Regions from separate parts of the Sus scrofa genome. Here all the other regions are linked to region 3. The links are chromatin contacts, called in public HiChIP or PLAC-seq maps. All regions are on one chromosome and are shown on one strand. Each heading gives the region's core, a stretch centred on a gene start, on an enhancer-like site or on the middle of the called end of the contact. The rest is flanking DNA. Distances are from core to core; before and after follow the strand shown. Region 1 holds the start of TOPORS (E3 ubiquitin-protein ligase Topors). Region 2 holds the start of NFX1 (transcriptional repressor NF-X1). Region 3 holds the start of APTX (aprataxin). Region 4 holds the start of NDUFB6 (NADH:ubiquinone oxidoreductase subunit B6).

What was found. HiChIP or PLAC-seq counts read pairs in DNA pulled down with a chosen protein or histone mark.
Region 1: an H3K27ac HiChIP or PLAC-seq map of skeletal muscle shows a contact between it and region 3. The contact joins the promoter of TOPORS here to the promoter of APTX in region 3. A contact is called at or near these places in 2 of 2 datasets of contacts at active chromatin or transcription factors (alveolar macrophages and skeletal muscle).
Region 2: an H3K27ac HiChIP or PLAC-seq map of skeletal muscle shows a contact between it and region 3. The contact joins the promoter of NFX1 here to the promoter of APTX in region 3. A contact is called at or near these places in 1 of 5 promoter capture datasets (fetal liver) and 2 of 2 datasets of contacts at active chromatin or transcription factors (alveolar macrophages and skeletal muscle).
Region 4: an H3K27ac HiChIP or PLAC-seq map of alveolar macrophages shows a contact between it and region 3. The contact joins the promoter of NDUFB6 here to the promoter of APTX in region 3. A contact is called at or near these places in 1 of 5 promoter capture datasets (fetal liver) and 2 of 2 datasets of contacts at active chromatin or transcription factors (alveolar macrophages and skeletal muscle).

The regions. Positions count from the first base shown.
Region 1 is chr10:33,862,840-33,868,281 of Sscrofa11.1, reverse strand. It overlaps TOPORS (E3 ubiquitin-protein ligase Topors), which reads right to left and starts at 2,315. Exons shown (of 3, transcript XM_013980194.2): 1 at 2,043-2,315; 2 at 337-531. The coding sequence starts at 2,045. NDUFB6 (NADH:ubiquinone oxidoreductase subunit B6) reads right to left here. Exons shown (of 4, transcript NM_001044554.2): 4 at 3,290-3,449. The coding sequence ends at 3,381.
Region 2 is chr10:33,198,724-33,204,163 of Sscrofa11.1, reverse strand. It overlaps NFX1 (transcriptional repressor NF-X1), which reads left to right and starts at 3,345. Exons shown (of 25, transcript XM_021064702.1): 1 at 3,345-3,537. The coding sequence starts at 3,417.
Region 3 is chr10:33,467,708-33,473,204 of Sscrofa11.1, reverse strand. It overlaps APTX (aprataxin), which reads right to left and starts at 3,116. Exons shown (of 9, transcript NM_213734.1): 1 at 3,098-3,116; 2 at 3,082-3,095. The coding sequence starts at 3,116.
Region 4 is chr10:33,847,832-33,853,467 of Sscrofa11.1, reverse strand. NDUFB6 (NADH:ubiquinone oxidoreductase subunit B6) reads right to left here and starts at 4,125. Exons shown (of 4, transcript NM_001044554.2): 1 at 3,833-4,125; 2 at 1,836-1,928. The coding sequence starts at 4,012.

The DNA.
Region 1 (5,442 bases), core at 1,066-3,565, 400 kb before region 3:
GTCACATCTCTGACAGAGGTGACGCCACGATTCAGACTCGACTGTTTTGTGTTTTGTGTCAGGTTTTTCCCTTACGACCAAGCTCCATCTAGTACACCGCCGCGCTCGCGCTCTCGGGAGCGCTGCTAAGAAACGCAGCCCTTCCCCGCCCACCCGAACCGCGTGGATCCACAGGTGTGCCGCAGGAGCCGTTGTCCCAGACCCCGGCCCGCCGGGTCGCGACGGCCCCTCAGGCCCGACCGCAGCTCCCGCGCCCCTGGGCCTCGATGCGAGCGGGAGCTTGGGCTCGCCCAGCCCTTCCGACCTCCGCGCCCCATTGTTCCCGATCTCACTCACCTCGGAGGATGCCGGTGCAGGCCCGGCTGGGGCGCTCGTGGCAAGCTCCCGGCGGCCCAGAAAGCTGGGTCGGTGACGGCAGGACCCACGAAGGCGAACCCGGCGACTTCTCCGCCGGCCCTCAAGAGCCGGAGCGGGCGGGGGCGCTTCACCCTCCTCGCGAGACAGCGGAGACCCCGGCGGCTGCTGCGACCCCTGTGACGTAAAGCGATCATCACCAATGGCAGCTTGGGGGCGGTGGCAGAAGGCAAAACCCACTTGGCAGGCCCAGCGCGTCAAAACACAGCACCCGCCAACGTAACGCATGCGCGGTGGAAGACGCCAGCAGCGAGGGCGGGGCCTAGCGCGCGCAGCCCGGACCCGGCCCTTCCCCCACCGTCCACCGCCCTCCGCCCCAGGAATGGGAGCGGCGAGAGCACCCCCCAGACAGAAATCGCTACCACAGCTTCACTCCTGTTACTATCAATCTCTCGGGGGGTGGCGGCAGGGGGGTTAATGTTCGCTTCTACCTTACCCGGAAGACACGGTAACTAGTTCGATCTCCTTTCAAACCTCACCAAACTCTGAGAAGTTACTGAAACTCTCTGCTGTACAGATAAAGGAACGGAGTTACACGGAGCTGAAGTGACTTTCGGTTGCAGTTACCAACCAACACCGGGATTCGAATGGAATCCCAAGTCCGAGGTTTACAGTCTTCAGAGACAGAGATCTATTCCAGTCTGGGGATAAACAGGGATTTTACCTATGACCACAGAGCCTTGAAATCGTCCCCAGATGACGTTTTCCTCCTTCCGCACTCCCCGAAAGCTGGATGAAAACTCTGTGCAGTTCATAACTGAGATACTTAGAGACAAGACATCTAGAGCCTAAAGCGGCCCGTTGCCTCATTCTACCGTTAGGCCTCAAATGTGCGCGTCCCAAACATTCTAGAGCTGAACTTACTACAACGGCCCGAGTACAGAACTCCGTCCTTTGGCTTAATATTTATCTGATCTTGCTACCGTTCTGAGCACAAATGTTCAACCAACACTTGTTGATTGGCAGGTACATTAGGCTAGGTAGTCCGTGCCAGGTGATTTCTTTTTATAAGTATCACTGGCATCAACAAGCCATCGCGTTCTCAAAGACTTTTTAAAGAAGCTCAATTAACAAGGACTCCCATAACGATGCGTTAGTTAACATAAAAGCGGGCGGCATTCTAGCTTACTTCAAAGATAAATATACACGAACGACTACCTATGTTGTGGGAACAAGTCCCGGAGGAAACATTAATTCTTCCACCGCTGGACGCCGGTGTAATATTTAAAACGTGGATTTTTTTTTCAAGTAAACTTTTAAATGCACACGACAGTACCTTATCCTGCATTAATACTGCACAGCAAGTGAAGGAAGATCGGCTGACGAGTCAAGCCTATCCCTCTCAGCGGCAAAAACAAAAAACCCACTTTTGAAGTAAATAATTCCTCGTTTCTCTCACCTCCTCCCTCAAAGGCGGGCTAGGCCGCCGTCACGTGACCCGCCCCCAGCTCCGGGCGGAAGAGGCCGGCCGCTCGATGGGAAACGCGCGCGGAGGCGACGGGGCGGGCGCTCGCGCCCGGCTGCAAGATGGCCGCCGCCGCCGCCGCCGCCCGGCAGCCACCGCCCCGGAGGATACTACAAGGCCTGTAGCTTCCGCCCGTGCCCGTGGACCGCCGCCGCCTCCTTACCATGAAGCCAGTGAGTCGCCGCACCCTAGACCGGATTTATTCAGCGGTAGGCCCCGGGCCTGGCGGGGCCCCAAGGGCTCGACTCCTCCGGCCCGCGGGTGGAAGGCCCCGTATTTCTTCAGCGCCCAAAAACTCCAAAATCCATTCCTGAATTAAGCTTTTCACTCCCTCACCTCGACTCCGCCTCTTCCTGGAGGACACGCTCTTCCGCTTCTTACGTCAGGGCGGCTTGGTGTACTCGCCTCCGGAACCCCATTTATTCGTTTGTTATTAAAATTTGCACCTTGGCAACGTGCAGGGCTGTCTGATGGGGGCGGGGAGGAAATGCCACTCACGTGTTTTTGCTTTTACTCCTTTTCTTGCATTTTTCAGTTGCTCCTCGCGGTCGTACTACTCTCATGGGGATATGTCATCTATGCATCAACTGTAGCTGCGCGGCGACAGCTAAAGAAGGAACACCCAGACAAAATGTTCGGGACGAATGAACATTTGTAACGCCTCTGAATTTAATTCTATGTATATACAGTTCTTTACCTCATGCTTATCGGACTCGTCTTGATTCACAATAAAATCCTTAATACAAGTTTCCACTTTCATTTTGGTGTAGTCTTTTGTAATAACCGTTAATGTATTAATTTATCAAATATTTAGGGGTTTGTCTTTTATCATCTCATATAACAAAGAACCTGGATCTGACAGCCTTTCAAGCTAGTTTCTAAAACACTTTTGAAATGCCTCAAAAAGCCTTCTTTAAAACAATCTGTAGTTCCCATTGTGGCTCAGCGGTAACAAACCAGGCTAGTAGCCATAAGGATGCCGGTTCAATCCCTGGCCTCACTCCTTGGGTTAAGGATCTGGAGTTGCATGTGCTGTGTGGTGTAGGTGGTGGACGCAATTCAGATCTGGCATGGCCATGGCTGTAGCAATTAGACCCCTAGTCTGGGAATTTACATGTGTGTGTGGGGGGGGGCGGCCCTAAAAGGCAAAAAGAAAAAATTGAAAGTGTGTAAAATTTCTTATATTTATTGCATGATTTCATTATGTTGCATACCTTCACATAAGACTAGATTACATACTGTAAGAAAAAAACTATCATGTGACTAAATTTCCTACATCCTCTTTCCAAATCAAGAATGGCCAAAAAAGTGACTTGCTCAAATCATTTAACATGCCCAGTTTTTATTTATTAAATAATTCAAAGAGTCTCAAATTGTATAATGTTTGGGAAGAAAAAGACACATATCTGAGAGTAAACTTTATTAAAGTTACTTTTCCAGAAAATATATTCAGTAAGTGTGGTAATATAGCTCATATGCCTTTGAAATTTTAAAGTTATCTTCAGTGATGTTGATCAGGAAATTCTTTCATTAGTGGGATTACTTCTCCAGTTTCCAGGATTGTATCACCCTAGAAAAACAAAGATGCATTAGTGAAAAATCTTGTCTTCAGAGGTGATAGTTCCACCATGTGGATAGACCTTGTGGAAAATCTAGTTCAGCTCTGTCATTCACACTTTAAAAGGGACAAAAGCAAAATAGATGCTGTCTGAAGATAAGCAACCAGTATTCAAAGTCTTAAGGTGTAAGTGAAAGAAGAGGGGAAGTTTCACTCAAGCAAAATGACCAGAAAGAACAAGAAAGTTGACTTTACAAAGTGATAAAGAGATAATCTTTATTTTGCTTAGCCCCAAGAAATAGGAGAATCCCTTGAAAGAAGTTGCAGGGAAACATCTTCACTTCAATAATAAGGAGGTAATGTGTTCCCAGAAACTGAATGTGTTAGGCCATCACCAGTTTACTGTTTGGCTCAGGTGTTGCAGAATGCACACTTTCCCTGGGCAGCTTACAATCACCCCAACAAGAGACACCTCGGTAATGCAGGTGGGTTGTTAAGTGGATTTTAAAAAGAGGTGCCAAAAGAAGAATCATTTATTTTTTTTATTTTTTTTTATTTTTTATTTTTTATTTTTATTTTTTTTGTTGTTGTTGTTGCTATTTCTTGGGCCGCTCCCGCGGCATATGGAGGTTCCCAGTCTAGGGGTTGAATCGGAGCTGTAGCCACCGGCCTACGCCAGAGCCACAGCAACTCGGGATCCGAGCCGCGTCTGCAACCTACACCACAGCTCACGGCAACGCCGGATCGTTAACCCACTGAGCAAGGGCAGGGACCGAACCCGCAACCTCATGGTTCCTAGTCGGATTCGTTAACCACTGCGCCACGACGGGAACTCCAGAAGAATCATTTTATTTTCCAAAGACAGTAGCTGCACCTTTGTGCTTTGTTTTTGTTCTCTTCCATCACTTTTTTGTCGTCTTAGCTGGTTCAGGTGTCTTTCCAAACATAGATATAGTGTGTTTGGCAGAATGGGCACAGACTTTAAAGCCAGAGCCAAGTAGTGAGAATCCTGGAACCCTCCACTGACAAATTGTATAATTTAAGCAGAGTACTTAGGTTGAATTTCAGCTCTGTTAAGACAGCAGATTCTGTCAGCTTGATAGTCCATGACTTGACTGAGGAGAACTGTTCCCAACCTGGTACTGCTCAGGATTGTAAATTTGTATTATGTTTAAGCCAAAATACATTTTGGGGAAAACTTGTTACCACGGCTAGCATTACCCTAACACAGAAATTAGTAACAAAGTGGTACTAATGCTGTGTAATAAAAACTGAGCCATATGGCACTGGCTTAGCAGCCTGGCAGCAAAAACACTGGCATTGGAAGCTGAAAGATGGAAATAAAACGTGCTATTAACTTAGAAGCAGACTGTCTAATGAACTTGAGACCTCAGGAGAACTAGCTGAAAAAAAGTTACACTATGTGTGTAACTACCATGGCTGCCTTAGGAATGTACTTTAAGAAACAAATTCATGGATCACCATGCTGTACAGTAGAAAACTGACAGAACACTGTAAACCAGCTATAATGGAAAAAAATAAAAATCATTATATATTAAAAAAAAAAAAGCTCAGGCGTAAGTAGCTGATTTGAGAGGAGAAATAAAAATAAGAATCTAAAAATTGAAGACCTTAGCAATATTATAAAATCAGACTGATCTGTCTCTGAATCTCTAAACAGTAACAGCTAAAGCTGAAAAGATTCTGAGAAAGAGAAGCCCAATAAAACTATGGCAAAGATCAAAAGTAAAGGTAGTAGCCTTTGAATCAGAGTCTGTTTCAGGTGGCCTCCATATAGCTGCCCCTGAGTAGAAAGGGGCAGCTGCATGAGGACAAAGAAATTGGAGAACTATGTAGAGAAAGCAAAGATATGACACGTGGGGCAGACTAGAAGCAAAAAGATTAGACTCCTACCAAGTACTTTTCTTTCCACACCTGCCAAATGTTGTAAGAACTCGATGGTCAAAGAAACCAACCACAGACAGCAAAAGCCTATGAATGTTTC
Region 2 (5,440 bases), core at 2,096-4,595, 270 kb after region 3:
GCTGCAGCAGCAGCAACACTGAATCCTTAACCCACGTGCCAGGCTAGGGATCAAACCCACATCCCTGTGCTCCAGAGACACGGCTGATCCTGTTGCATCACAGCAAGAACTCCTCTCCTAACTTTCTAAAGGTAACAATAAGAGTTTTTGCTTAATGAATTGATCTGTCAAAATTAAGAATTTATGTTTGATAAAAGATAAAATTAATAGAAGACAACTGAAATGTCTAAAACTGACAAGATACATAAATCTTGTATATCTACAACATACAAGAAATCATCAGCAAGAAAAAATGGGCAAAGGATGTGAATAAGTAATTTAAAAAGAGGAAACAATAGGGTTCTGTTTAATTGAGTTCAGTGTAATTAACTGAGTTTAGACTCAGTAATCAGAGAAACTCAAATTAACAAAACAATGAGATATCACATCACATCTTTGGTTTGGAAAAAAAACTGGAAGCTGGATAATGATTATATCTCAAAAATACCTTAGATCTGTCCTCTTCTCTCCATCATATTTGCTGCACCACAAGAGAACTACCCCCCACTTCTATTTTTGTTCCCCAACAATTCACTCTTCCCCTGAGAGCATGAGAAATCTTTAAGGGTAAATCAGATACTAAAGCTGGGTGTCTCTAAAACTGAGTTCCCTTACCGAGTTTATAATTAATCTATCCAAAACTTTATTCCCTTTCTTGTGTCCCCTCTGACTTCAAACCTGTGCTATCTGAACACTAATCAACCAGAGTCAGATGACCAAAACTGCTGTTGTCAGTAACATTATTAATGTACTAAAATTGCTATTATTAGATAGCATCATTAACATACAAACTCAGGACAAGATGAGTTCCCCAGCCATGAACCACCTGGTCAAAGACTTTTAAACCAGAGACAGCCTAACTCCTGAAACTACGATTAAGAAACCACACGAGGAGTTCCCATCGTGGCTCAGTGGTTAACGAATCCGACCAGGAACCATGAGGTTGTGGGTTCGATCCCTGGCCTTGCTCAGTGGGTTAAGGTTCTGGAGTGGCTGTGGTATAGGCTGGCAGCTATAGCTCCAATTAGACCCCTAGCCTGGGAACCTCCCTATGCCAATGCCACGGGTGCAGTCCTAGAAAAGACAGAAAAAAAAAAAAAAAGACAGAAAGAAATACCACATGGAGGTCCTGCTACGGCACAGTGGGTTAAGAATCCAACTGCAGTGGCTTGGGTTGATGCAGAGGTGCAAGTTAGATCACCAGCCCGGTGCAGTGGGTTAAAGTATCCAACATCGGTCACGCTGTAGCTCGGATTCAATCCTAGCCTGGGAGCTTCTTTATGCCTCAGGTATGGCCATAAAAAAAAAAAAAAAAAAAAAAAAAAAAAAAAGCCACAGAAATGTAACAAGACGATTTTTAAGCCCAGCCTCTTCCATCTTCTGCTTAAAAAGACAAAAAACAAAACAAAAAACCAAAAAATCCTGACTCAAAGACCAAGTTGGAGTGGATCAGAGGCTTGTCTCTCATTCCCTTGTTTGGCACTCTGCAATAAGAATTGATTGTACTTTTCTTCACCACAACCTGGCATCCATAGATTGGCTTTTCTTTGCATCTTTGCATCAGACAAGCAGCAGACTGTGTTCAGTTAGGTAACAATATCACTTCCTTCAAACTTTTTTAAAAATTTTATTTTATTTATTTTTTGGCTGCGCCTTTGGCATGAGGAATTCCTGGACCAGGGATCAAACTCGCGCCATAGTTGTAAGCTGTGGCAATAGGAGCTTCCTGCTTAGAACCTTTTACTAACTTCTTTTTTTTTTTTTTTTAAGTTAGTTTATTTTATTTTATTTTTATTATTATTTTTTTTTGTCTTTTTTGTTGTTGTTGTTGCTATTTCTTGGGCCGCTCCCTCGGCATATGGAGGTTCCCAGGCTAGGGGTTGAATCGGAGCTGTAGCCACCGGCCTACGCCAGAGCCACAGCAACGCGGGATCCGAGCCGCGTCTGCAACCTACACCACAGCTAACGGCAACGCCGGATCGTTAACCCACTGAGCAAGGGCAGGGACCGAACCCACAACCTCATGGTTCCTAGTCGGATTCGTTAACCACTGCGCCACGACGGGAACTCCCTTTTACTAACTTCTTAATGCTCTTGGAATAAGATCTATTATCACATCCTGCAGGTGATGCACGTGATCTTCTTTACCTACTTCTCCAATTTCATACTGTGCCAAGCTCCTGACTCACTGTTCACCAGCAAATATTTCCATAACTTGAACTTAAGCTATTTCCTTCTTCCTTAACATTTGCACATACTATTATCTCTAACTCTTCACGTAGCTTACCCATCTCATCTGTCCAATTCAAAGAAAGCTGGCCACATTTTCTGGAGCAGATCCTATAAAGTCTATATCACTGTTTATTTCTTTCACAATGCAAATTATTCATTTGTAAATATAAATTACTCAGTTTTAACTTTTCCCCCCTAGACAGTTCACTTCATGAGGGCAGGAAGCATATTTCTTTTTCACCATTAACCTCCTCCAGCACTTAAAAAGACAAAATATGCATTATAACGGAAGTTAATGAAGACTTGTGTTTTTGGGGAAACCTGCACCACTGAATTACTTTACAAATGCAGATGCTTCACACTTAAATCTTGTGTTCTTCTTGGTAATGCAACAGCAAAACACACAAACAAAAGAACTCCACACATTCACCTAACAGTTTGTACTTTAAAAATTATCAGTGTCTCCAAACCTTTCCCCTAACGTTCAGTGTCAATCTATATTTGTCACCGTGCCCGCTCAAGCCCTTTGTCATATCTAATAAACGACCTTTCGTTTTCTAAACTGATTTGTAAGAGCCGATATGTGTATCATCTTTTTATCGTCTTTTTGCAGATTATTTTTTCCCAGGCTGCTTTTTAAAATTTTATCATTTAACCAATATTTTATTAGTCTAGCGACCTTCTATCCTGAGTTCATGGAATTTAAATTTACAACACTTAAAGAACAAAAACTAGTTATCCCACTTTCATAATAATTCCTGTAGAATTAATTTTTCCCTCAATTTGTTACACAACTTTCAGAGCAAGTTAGATTCCAGGCTGCCTTTCCACTACTTGTTTTTATTTTAACCCTAAGTCAGAATTACTCTAGTAAGGCGGTGATGTCTGAGCTGACTCCGGAAAACCAGGTGAAGCCGGTTGGGTGGCGGAATAAAAGCGCACGGTAGCAGGAGAGCACAGCGAATCTCAAAAGGAAAACGATAGATTACGCAAGCCCCAGCACGCCTACCCTCCCGGGACCTAGTCACCCACAGCCACTAGTTTCTTCCTTCAGCCTTACGCCTGGTGCGTCTATCTGACGTCATGACGCACCACACAGTCTCCACAGGCCGCGCAAGCTCTGTGGCCGTCCACCGGGCGCGCGGATGCGAATATTCTCCCGGCGCCGGAAGTCCAGGGCACGTGACCGGGTGACAGCGCTTGCTGGGCTGCAGGGCTCGCCTCAGGTGTTGCGGCACGGGATGGCGGAGGCGCCTCCTGTCTCAGGTACTGTCCTGGCCCTCACGGGACTGGGCCCTTCGCGAGTAGCGGAAATTGGGTCAGTGACGAGTCCTAAGGCACTGGCCATTCGTATCGCGAGAGTGGCGCGTCCTAGGGTTGGGATAGTGGCTCGGAAGGGCCAAGCCACGCGCGTCTTGCATACAGATCTCTTAACCATCTTCCACCGTGTGGAGAAGCTCGGCAGCTGGTTTTCCTCAGAGAGCGGGGTTGTCCCAGGGCGTTGATGTGGGTATCCCGCTCTCTTCAGGGCTCATCTCGGCCTTCCTGGGGCAGCGGCCGCACGGATATCCGACAGGCGGGCGTCAGTCGGGTCACCGCCCTTGACGGTGGCGGGCTCTTGACGCGAGGCAGGTTTGCGCGCTGTACTTCAGGAGTACTCGTGTGTCCTGGGGCAGCACTGCGAGCGCGAGCGAAAGACCTGTGGTTTCCATTCTCACCCTGCCGCAGCTCACAGTGTGACTGGGTGTTTTCCTCATCTTTGAGTTAGGAGTAAATAAATCAACTGTTGCGAAGGTTCCCGCCGATACTGTAACCTGTTACTTCCTCTACTGGAATTGTCTCTGTGTGTGCAGGCAGCCGAATTTGTTATTAATATAACGGCTGTTAATGTAACACCCATTTCCACTTCCTTCAAGGTACGTTAGATCTTTGTTTTCCAAACTCTTTGGACAGTGACCGAAAAGGAGCGTTTTCCATCTTGACCTCAGTGCACACAGAACTAAATATGAAAGCGAACCGAAAGTTTCAGGAAGCAATAGTTTTCCTTACTATCTCTAATGCACTCTAATACATATTTCGTTTGAAAAAAATACTTGTCACAATCCACTATGTGATTTGATTTCCTGACCCACTGTTTCTGAGAAAGGGGGCAGCAATTTGCAACACGAGGTTTGTGAACAGTCATTAATTTAAGACTTAGTTCTGCTACCTACCAGCTGTTGGGGCACCAAAAAGAGTATATATGTATTTGTGTACTTGGTGGCAGGTAAAATGTATTTATTACTATGGGTCTTGGTCAAAAAAGTTGGATAACACACTGCATCTATGTACCCCTGTCCTGATACAGGTATTAAGTCATCTTGGAGGGGGTTCCTTTTTAGGCTGGTGTTTTGTTATTCTCCCACCCATTTTTTTCCTAGATCCTCTAAATTGGATTCATTAGTCTTCCTAACCTTAGACTCACTTCTGGCCCATTTCTACATCCTTCAGTGTTTGAAGCAGAATTGAGTGGGGCTAGTAGTGAGTCATAGTTTTGATATTTGGTGTTGTGTTCTAGGTTACAACCTCTGCCCCCATCTACTGAGGCAAAGTCCACTAGTCCAAAGACCTCCCCACTCTGTCTCCTGTGCCTTAGTTTGCTTTTGCCATGGTTCCAATTCCATATTATTTCAGCATCATCTCTAGCCCACACGTCCATCCCACTTAAGGTTTAGTTCTCTTACCTTTTGCAAGAGAACAGCAGCCCAGTCCAGGGGATATCTTTCTGCCCAGGGGCAGACTCTCCAGCACCAGCTTTGCCTCCGGACTCTCTAATCTACAGTTGTATTTCCCCTTACTCTGTTCCACCCACCTATTGGTCACCTACCATGGTGTTATGGATCTCGGGTACCTCTTGGCACTATGGCCAAGCCTTGGGGATGAGACATCCTATTTGTTGTGTAACTTCCAGCTACTTAAAGTATTGAAAAAATAAAGGTGTCTTTGATCTCTGTGTCCACTTTCCTTGTATGCCCTTTTCCCCTTCTTCATGTCCCTTAAGGGTCTTTCTGAGGGCTTTGCCTACTACCCCATGCCTGGTGGAACATACACTGTGTGTGAATAGATGGCTGCCCTGTGTAGATTCTCTAGCTGCATCAACTCCTTGCTGCTTAACATGAGAATGCCCTCT
Region 3 (5,497 bases), core at 1,867-4,366:
TTTGAGAAATATTTAGGGAGTAAAAGACTTAGTGATGGATGTGCTAAAAGTTCAGGGAAATGTGGAATGTGAATGGTCTGTGGAACTTCCAGGCAAAGCTATCCAGCACGGTATAGTTAGAGGTGAACATGAAACTCAGAAGAGTAGTCTAAGCTGGTATTTTGATTTGGGAACATGCAGGAGGGAGTTAAAACCAAGCCAGTTGGGAGTTGCCCTTTTGGCGCAGCGGAAACGAATCTGACTAGTATCCATGAGAATGAGGGTTCGATCCCTCACGTTGCTCTGTGGGTTGGGGATCTGGGGTTGCCATGAGGTGTGGTGTAGGTCACAGAAGCAGCTTGGATTCCGAGTTGCTGTGGGCGTGGTGTAGGCAGCAGCTGTAGCTCCAAACTGACCCCTAGCAGGGGAATTTCCATAGCTCCAAATTGACCCCTAGCCGGGAATTTCCATACGCTGAATATTCGGTCCGAAAAAGAAAAAAAAAAAAAAAAAAAAAAAGTCAGTTAATATGCTCATTCAGGCAGTGTGTAGCAAATGAAAAGAGCAGTGGCTAGAATCACAAGCCTTGGAAACCCCCAACACTTTAGGCAAAGAAAAAGACTATCCACTGGAAAGGGGAGGGAAAGAAAAAGGAGTTCCCATCATGGCGCAGTGGTTAACGTATCCAATTAAGAACCATGAGGTTGCGGGTTTGATCCCTGGCCTTGCTCAGTGGGTTAAGGATCCAGTGTTGCCGTGAGCTGTGGTGTAGGTCGCAAACTTGGCTTGGATCTGGTGTTGCTGTTGCTGTGGCTCTGGCGTAGGCCGGCATCTACAGCTCTGATTAGATCCTTAGCCTGGGAACCTTCATATGCCAGAGGAACAGGCCCTAGAAAAGGCGAAAAGACCAAAAAAAAAAAAGAAAAAAAAAGGACTATTCACGGGAGAAATGACTGGTTAGAAAAGCACATGAGAATCAGCTAGAACGTAAGCTCTTTAAGAGAAAGCACTCTAACTTGTTCATCTCTGTACTGCAATAAAGCGTACAGAAATGCTGAATAAAGGAGCTGGTATATCGCCGTAAAAAGCAATCAGGAGAGGAGTTCCCGTCGTGGCGTAGTGGTTAAGGAATCCGACTAGGAACCATGAGGTTGCGGGTTCGGTCCCTGCCCTTGCTCAGTGGGTTAAGGACCCGGTGTCGCCATGAGCTGTGGTGTAGGTTGCAGACGCGGCTCGGATCCCGCGTTGCTATGGCTCTGGCGTAGGCTGGTGGCTACAGCTCCGATTCAACCCCTGGCCTGGGAACTTCCATATGCCGCGGGAGCGGCCCAAGAAATAGCAACAACAACAACAACAAAGAAAAAAAAGCAATCAGGAGAAATATTAACAAGTTTCAAAAGCAACAAAGGGATCCAGTAATCAACTGAAAAACATCTATCTGCCTAGGTAATCCACCCCAGGGAAAATATCAGGGGAAGGATAGGTCTGAAAGCTACACTGCAGGAAACCAAGGTAAGGAGTTGGAAACAGAATTTAGAATACTCCTTCAAAAGTTTGGATAAAAAGGGGGAAAGAGTTACTGGATGAGAGCTAAAAGAAAATGGATCACTTCTTTCTTTCTGGCTGGGATTGAGGGGGAAAGGATCTGAGAAACCTGACCTTGTTTATACACCACTGGGACATAGATATGGGCAGAAAAGGTCTCACAAGTATAAAAGAAAGGTCAGAAGCAAAGATAAAGAAATCTGCTTTGATCAGGACACAGCTCATCCTATGACACTTAAGGAAAGGTAAACGTAAGTATAAATCTAGATTACTTTGTGTGAAGGGAAAGGAGGGGCAGAAATTTGAGGAGCACGTGTAATAACCTCAATTTTCTCCCTAACATAGTAAATAGTTACAGAGTAAGGTGTATGGGAGCTTAATAAGCTGAAGAAAACTGATATAAAACAGTGGATAACATCCAAGCCTCCGAAGTCCAACTGCTAGAGTTCAAATCTTGCCTCCTCCACCTTACTCACCATGTGACTTGAGGTCAGTTATCTACGCTGTCTTTACTTCTTCAGCTGTAAAATGATATTAATTATTGCTCTACACCATGGCATTGTCACAAGGGCTAAATTAAGATGTAAAAAGTTCAGCATCTGGCAAAAAACACGGATTCAACACTAGTATCACTCTTGTTAACAGTGGAGGTAGGATGAAAGCGGAGCTAAGGAAATGACCATCCACAGCACTGACTGCAACTAAGGTGAAAGGGCACAAATCTGTTTCGTCTCCCCATAGGAAGAAGCCTGTCTCAAACGTTCTAGTGATATCCAATATAAACCAAAAGGCCCCAAATCTGGACCACATTTAATTCCATATGGAAATTATATCCTTGTTTTCTTCTTTCTTTTGTCTTTTTGGCTTATTCTAGGGCCGCTCCCGCGCATATGGAGGTTCCCAGGGTAGAGGTCCAATTGGAGCTGTAGCCATCGGCCTACGCCAGAACCACAGCAACACCAGATCCAAGCAGCGTCTGCGACCTACACCACAGCTCATGGCAACGCCGGGTCCTTAACCCACTGAGCAAGATCAGGGATCGACCCGCGACCTCATGGTTCCTAGTCGGATTCGTTAACCACTGCGCCATAACATGAACTCCTACATCCTTGTTTTCTTGAACCACAGTCACTCACTAGTCTGTGAGAAAAGGCTTGCATCTTCTGACCTTCCTATAAGGCCTGTCGAGGGCGCTGTGAAGGGCCCTCAAGTTCCTTTCAGGGAGCGTTTCTGGGGAAAACATCCGTCCTGACAGGCTGAGCCGCCTCCTTGGGTTGGACAGTGCCCACTCTCTAATCTTTCCTCTGCTTGTGTTCCGACTGACACAAGTGATGGGCACAAGAGAAAGAACGCTGTGTGACGAAACCAACGTGAAAGCCGCCAAAACACAGCAGGAGAGAAATGGGACACCCAAAGCCCTAGAATGAAGCAACACCTGCCGACAGAAGCCGTGAGAACGTCACTCAGGGGCAGTAGGGGACCAACCTGAGGCCCACATCCACGGCTTTCAATCCGGCCAGCAGGGTAGCGGAGGAGGTAGGCCAACAACTGCCTTACCTCGAGACAGCAGAGGGGATAAGCTCACGTTACTCCTCCATGACGCACAACTTCCGGCGCTGAGGAATGACGTCGCGAGACAGGCTGGAGTGCAACCAGTGACGTTACCATCGTCTGTCCCAAGATTGGCTGAGAGGGTCTCGCCCGATGCCCGGTTAGGGAAGTGCCCGCCCCACTTCATTGCTTAGTGGGCCGCTGTCCGAATTTGGACGCTCCTGGCAGTTATCCCACTGAAAACGGGCTCTCTCCGCATCTTTCTACCCGAGAGCCGCACTTCTGTCACCACCTCTTGGTTTCTGAATTGGCAGAGACCAGGCAGCTGTCCTCTCGGTGGCCGTGTCTAGGCAGCTGTGCAGCCTCTTGGCATTCTTTTCGTAAGGAAAAGCCCGCGACTTTTCCGCTATACAAATTACCTGCGTTATTCTCTCACCCCCTTTCAAAGCTACAGTCTGCTTTCTCCTTTCCTGGAAGAGATAGGACTGGAGGGGCTAGAGGCGGGGAAACCTGCAAAGATTTTTTTTTTTAATATTAAAGATTTTTTTTTTAATGCTCTTTTCACTAAATGAATTGGCTGAGGGGCAGAGGAGAAAATCAGGATCTTTGGAATGAAATATTTTCCGATTTTTATCGCAATTCCAGGATGTTCCCAGAGTCTTATATTACAATTATTCAAAGGCATTCTGGCAAATGAAAAAAATCCCTATCTCGTTCGGAATGTTGCTTCCTTACCTAGGAAAGCGGACGCTCAAAGGTATGATGGAGATATCGAAGCTATCAAGATATAGCAGGAGGATCTTCCAGGAAACACAGAAGAGAGACTTGCCCTTGTTAGCAAAGAAGATGCAGGTTTTTATTAGGGCCACCCCGGAAAGTGGGGAGCACAGGAAGCATCTAAGTGGCCACACAGGCCTCATGGCTGTGGAATGTGGTTCACAATGCTCGAGGTTAAAGAGAGCCTACTCTGGTGACGTGACCAGTTTTTGGGGCTCCCTCAGAATTAAGCTTCTTTTAGCCTCTGCTTCTACCTGACCTGCCTTTGTGTGTCACAGTCACAACTGAATTGGATTAATTCACCATATATTGTGCAGAATTGGGTAGAGATTTGTTGCCCAGCCTATTAGCTCTAGCCCTTTGTCCATAGCAAATTACTGGTCCAAGAAGAAGGATCACAGGGCATAATGCATGGCTTAAGGGCATGGTGGACACTTAAAATTTTCAAGGACTCCAGAACTAAAGATTTATCACAAACATAAATATAGAAATTAATAGAGAGTAAGTCTGTGGTATTATCTAGTGCAGTAGTTCTCAAAGTATTATCCTTATGACAGTAGCAGTGGCCTCTAAATGCTTGGGAAGCTGTTAGAAATGCAGATTCTCAGTTCTCACCTCAGGCTGATTCAGAAACTCGGGGGGGGGCGGGTCCAGCAATCTGTTTACCAAAGCCCACCAGGATATCCTAATACATGGTTAAATTTGAGATTCACTGGTAGGAGGTAAAGGCTTCAAACCATATGCTGTGATAAGTGTGTTTTGTTGATTTGCTCAGGGCTTTGGTGTTTTGTTTTGTTTTTCTTTTTCCCAAGTTAAATTTTTCTCAATTTTCAACTGTGACAAAACATGCATAACATAAAACTTAGCAGCTTAACCATTTTTAAGTATAAAGTTCAATTTGTTAAGTATATTCACATTAGGAGTTCCCATTGTGTTGCAGTGAATTAAGGATCCAGCATTGCCACATCTGTGGTGTAGATCACGGCTCTGGCTCAGATTCGATCTCTGGCCCAGTAACTTCCATGTGCAGCAGGTGCGGCTGAAAAAGAAAGAGAAAAAAGCATATTCACATTGTAATGAAATCTACCTCCAGAACCTTTTAAACTCGCAAAACCGAAACTCAACTCATTTCCTCTTCCCCCAGCCCCTGGCAGCCACCATTCTACTTTCAGTTTCCATAAGTTTGACCACTCCAGGTATCTCATGTAACTGAAATCATACAGTAATTGTTTTTTTTGTGACTGGCTTATTTCATTCAGCATAATGTCAAGGTTCATTTACTTGTAAAGTGTCAAAACTTCTCTCTTTTTCAGGGCTCAAAAACATTCTGCTGCATGTATACACCACATTTTATCCTTCTGCTTCCAACTTTTGGCTACTAGGAATAATGCTATGAACATGGTTGTACAAATATCTCTTTGAGAGCTTGCCTCCAGTTCTTTTGGATCTATACCCCAAAGTGAGATTGCTGGTTCATAAGGTAATTCTGTTTCTAATATTTCAAGGAACAACCCATAGCAGCTGCATCATTTCCACCACCAATAGTACATAAGAGTTTTGATTTCTCCATATCCTTGACAACACTTGTTAATTTTCTGATTTGGAGTTTATTTTTAAATAGTAGTCATCCTAATGGGTGTGAATA
Region 4 (5,636 bases), core at 2,876-5,375, 380 kb before region 3:
CTTGTTAACAATCTATTGTACCAAAAAGTTTTCTCTTCTATTCATTTATTGATTTATTTATATGAGTATGGACCCACAGATTTGGATTTTATTTATTCAGCTGGCTACCACCTATTACTATTGTTACTTATTCTAATGCTCAAATTGTCCCAGTGGAGGCTTTTCCAGGTGACTCTGTGTCCTTTGGATTTATCTCCATCATTCTTTGAATACTTCTTTACTTGCTGGCACAACAAGCACATCTTGCACTTTCCCTGCCCCAGCCCTGGAGTCAGCCATTTCTCCTAGGAGCTCTGGATCCTTTCAGTGAACTGTGTTTAGAAAATAAGACCAGGCTGCTAGATGAGCTGCTTACCATGGGGGCAGCACTACTCACAGGCCCTATCAGTGAAGAGAGCCAGGGAATATCCACATGTACAGCTATACTTACGTCTATATCTGTCAATACACATTAAAAATCATCATCACTTCCAATTCCATTCCAGTACCACTAGGCTTTCTCCCTTTACTCCATATGCATAACTCTCTTTTCTGACATTGAGAAATCTGAGTCCCAATATCATCAACATATGTGTTTAGTTGATCAGTCTTCCTGTATATAACCTATCTCCTATTGTCACCACCACCACACTCCAGTATAAATAACCTCCTCACCTCATTCAGGTTCTGACAACTTACTCTGGGTTGCCAACTCCATTATTGCCCCAAACTCTTCTGATACTTTCCTTTCTTTGCTCAGGTTCCAATATTCTACACCAGGTTGCTGTTGCTGCTCCTCTCCAGACAGGCTCACCAGCCCCCCACCCCCACCCACTCAGGACCTAACACTCCTCACTGCGTACAACAAAGCCCTCCCTCATTCTGTTTAGAATACAAAACTCCATCCTGGGCAACTACCACTGCTCTCCCTTCCATGCCACTCCCAAAATGCACTCCTTCCTCACCCTGCCTGGGATCTAACCCCCTACACCAGGGTATCCCTAGCCTTTAAAATATGGCAACAGGGGAGTTCCCGTCATGGCGCAGTGGTTAACAAATCCAACTAGGAACCATGAGGTTGCGGGTTCGATCCCTGCCCTTGCTCAGTGGGTTAACGATCCGGCGTTGCTGTGAGCTGTGGTGTAGGTTGCAGACACGGCTCGGATCCCGCGTTGCTGTGGCTCTGGCGTAGGCCGGTGGCTACAGCTCCGATTCAACCCCTAGCCTGGGAACCTCCATATGCCGCGGGAGCGGCCCAAGAAATAGCAACAATAACAACAACAACAACAACAAAAAGACAAAAAAGACAAAAAAAAAAAAAAAAATATGGCAACAGGGCATCTCAGTTCAATCACCACATGCAAGATCTTTCAGGGAAAAAAATTCAAGCCTCTAGATGTGCTAGATTCTAAAGAAAGTTAAGTTGTGAAAAAACACAGAGCAAAGGGAAAGGGAATAGTAAGATGACAAAGACAACTTTTAACTATTTTGAATTTTATCTTAGATCTGTGTTCAAAAAAAAAAGGAACAGAAATTCTTTTCTCCCTTCCAACTCAGGACTCCAAGTTTACACTCACATTATCAGGTCAACTACATTTCTGATCACATAATGTTGTTTCTATGAGGAAACACAACTCAAGTTGTAAGCAACTAATATAAAGATTAAATTTTTGAAAAACCATACATTACTTAAGTTTCCTTAAACCTTTTACCTAAAAGGATTCAACTTCAAAATCAGTTATACATGGCAGATTATTTCCATTAAGTAGAGCAGAGTAAGGCATACTCGCATAGAAAATAATTTTGCACAATATTAAAAACAAATTCTGAAAAACATACACTTAAAGCATACTTACAGTTACATGATATTTAAGATAATAATGAATAATCCATACAGGGATAAGCACATGAGTAACAGCAAAGATGCTGTGTCGGTATGTCTTATAGATCTGGGGGAAAAAGCATACAAGAAATAGATACCTTATTTTTTCACATTTGCGGCAGGAAAAAAAAAGCATCAATGCTATAACAACGTCATGCTCATTGTAAAATCCCTAAATGTTACATATTTCCTTAAAGTCTGCAGCTAATTTCATGCATTCGAATATTTTTATTAAACACAGTGCCTACTAGGTGACACCTCCAGAGTTCAGAGCAAAGGAGGCTTAAGCAGTATTTTGCAGAGATATAGTAATGTATTTATAGATATACGTTTTTTAAAAGACTTCTAAAAATATCCCTATTATAAGTTTAAGACAAAACATGGCATAAATAATGAAAAAATAATTTTAATAGATTTAACCAGAATAATCAGCATACAGAGTTTTCATTTCCCTAATTTATCAATTTCAAATACATAATCAACATCACTTGTACCATCTAAGATGTAAGGCAGATAATTATGAGTACACTAATGCTGGAAAAAGGATGTCTTACATACTGGGATGGGGTGTTCCATGCTCAGTGAGCTGCCTTCAGACATACTGTTTTTAAAAAGAGGAGTTCCTGTCCTGGCTCAGTGGTTAACAAATCTGACTAGCATCTGTGAGGACGCAGGTTCGATCCCTGGCCTTGCTGGGTGGGTTAAGGATCCTGTGTTGCCGTAAGCTGTGGTGGAGGTCGCTGACGCGGCTAGGATCTGGCACTGCTGTGGCTGTGGCATACGTAGGCTGGCGGATACAGCTCCGATTTGACCCCTAGCCTGGGAAACTCCATATGCTGCAGGTGCGGCCCCGAAAAGACCAAAAAAAAAAAAAAAAAAAAAAAGGGAAAGGCAAAAGTCATTTAAAACTGGAACTTTTCCAGGGCAGCCAATTTGAAAGAATAGGACCTATCCTTTCAGGGAAAGGACAATCTAAATTTTAAGTGTTATAATAGATATGATTATGGAAAAGGTTAACATGAAGTAAGTCAGATTTCAACAAATTATTATTTACTTCCTTAAATCGCTTGCTTGATGGGTGGTATGTCAACTTTCAACCAGTGGTTGCCAAATCAGTTAGTAAAATGTCAGAAATCCAAAGGGAGAAAAGAGGAGAGTTGACTTAGAGTTTAATTTTACCACCGTAAATAAGTATCTAATACCACTTGCTCAGAAAAATGTGCACCAGACTTCGTAGCTCAGTAAGAAAGTAGATACACATGGATTTCAATGTGAACTCGAATTCCTCACCCTGAGACCATGGCTACATCACTGAATTTTTGTAGGCCTCAGTTTCCACACTTAAAATTAAGATTAGGACCAATTTCTACCTTACAGGAGTCCAAAATAAAATTAAGTAACACATGTAAAACCCTTGAAAAATGTCAGGCATAAAGTAAGAACCCAATAGGACCCATTCTTATAAGATGATTACATGGAGCTGTACTACCAGTTAGAAGCACACTGTCTTCTAGGTTCGGTGTAATGGCAGTTAGTTTCTATAATCTCAACCTCAAAGATCAGACAAATGTCCTCAAATACCGAAATCACTGAATTTTAACTCTAGTGAATCCTTGGCTACCATTCTGAGGGAAGATTCCCACAGTCAAAAGAGATGCAAGGCTGCACCATCCTGTAAAACCCAGGCAAAGATTCACCTCCTACTCATCACACCTGACAGTTAAATGGTATGACAATCCCAAAGCCAAACGTGCTCCGGACTCCTGACCCCCAGGCCAAGACTCTAGGAACCAGACAGCGTTCCCACTACACCCAAGTCTCGGCAGAACCTAATTCCCCCTTGGGAAACTACCAGTACTTTCGGGGAAAGGGAGAATCAGTCCCTACCTAATGTTGCTACAGAGAGCAGGCGTCACAGCAGCCAGGCTGGGGACCGCGACGGGGCGGGGGTGGGAGAGGGCCATCACTCACCACGTTCTTCCAGGGGGCTCCATCCTGCAAAAACTTATTCCAGAATTGCTCCATAGGCCACACCCGCCGCGGGGGCAGCACCGGTTCCCGGGGGCTCAGCTCCTGATCCTTCAGCCATCGCCTTCTCAGCTCTCGCAGCTGCTGCAGTCGCAGTTTCTCGTCGGGCGTATATCCCGACATGTCGCCGCCGGTACCAAGGAAGCAAGACACGGCGCGCCCCTGAACGAGGGTCCTGTCACATACGCGCGCTTCCCCTTCTGCAAAGCGACCTTGCGAGGACACCTGGGAGCGGCGCGCCGTTACGACGTCACTGGGGTCCTGCCCTCGAGCGGCTCCAATCTGCGCGTAGTGACTAGGCATGCGCAAACTCCTGCAGACCCCCGCACCGCTTTACGCGCCCAGATTTCCAGAGAGAGGCGGTTACTGGCAGACAGTTAGCTACCGGATGAGGAGGGAAGTAATGAAAAACAGGAAGTATCAGAGGTCAGTGTACTAAACGCTCTGACCAGGAAGAACTGGTGTATTGGGAGCTGGAAGTATGTGAATATGTGACTCAATGAGTGACTTCTACATGCAAAATTCATTTGCCTCTCCCACCTTGGAATTCGTCCTCTTCCCGTAACCTAGAGTATGTGGGGGACCCTTTACATCCATGTTCTGGTAAAGAGTCCTTGAGCAGCTGTCTCGTCTGTTCCTTCATCAGTACTGCAGAAGTAGAAAGTCGCTTACTATCCAGCAGAATTAGACACGTTCACCCTTCGTACCAGCAATCCCACTTCTAGACCTCTAGTCTAAAGATACAGCGGTAAAAATATGAAAAGAATGTGCACAAACTGCAGCACTCTTTATAATAAAATCCTGTAAATTACCGCTCAATTTCTCAGTAAAGGGCTGGCTGAATAAGTTGTGGTACAATAACTAAATGAAATGCTTTGTATAAAACTGGAGAGAGCTACTGAGTACATAAGTTGTTAAGAGAAAAAAGCTAAACGGAGAGAAGTATGTATAGTATGCTACCTTTTATCCAAAAAGGGGAGGGTGGTAGTGATACTAAATGTATATATATACATATGTTTGTTCAAGTTTTTAAAATAATGGAAAGGAAAATTACTTTTTTTTTTAATGTTACCTATAGGAAGAGGAAGGGGGTAGGCTAGAAACAAGAAGGATAGAAGCTAAACGTCTCCAAATTGGTTTTTAAAAAGCACCCTCTAAAAATCAAAAGTAAAAATAGATGGATCTGACTGCTTGGCGGCATAATTTCAAAAACACACACCACTTCAGGTAACTTTATTTTTGCGTTTTAGGACTGTACCTGAGATATATGGAAGTTCTCAGTCTTAGGGGTTGAATCAGAGCTGCAGCCACCAACCTACACCACAGCCACAGCAACACCAAATCTGAGCTGAGTCTTCGACCTACGCCACCACTCACTGCAAACGCCAGATCCTTAACCCACTGAGCAGGGCCAGGGATGGAACGAACCTGCCTCCTGATGGATACTAACCAGTTTCGTTACAACTGAGCCACAATGGGGACTCCCACTTCAGGTAACTTTAAATCATCACATTATTGTACATCCATAGAGAGGTATACTTCAAAGACAAAAAGAACTGCAAGAAAGAAAGAAAGGAAAGAAAGAGAAAGAAAAAGAAAGAAAAGAGAAAGAAAGAAGTCAAACTGTTTTAAGTAACCATATCCTTGATAGTGATGGTGGTGATGGTATTGTTAACCTGCAACTGAAAATAAACGTTTAGGCCGGGATTTGTGTTATGAGAGAAAGGAGATACAAAGATAAATTGTA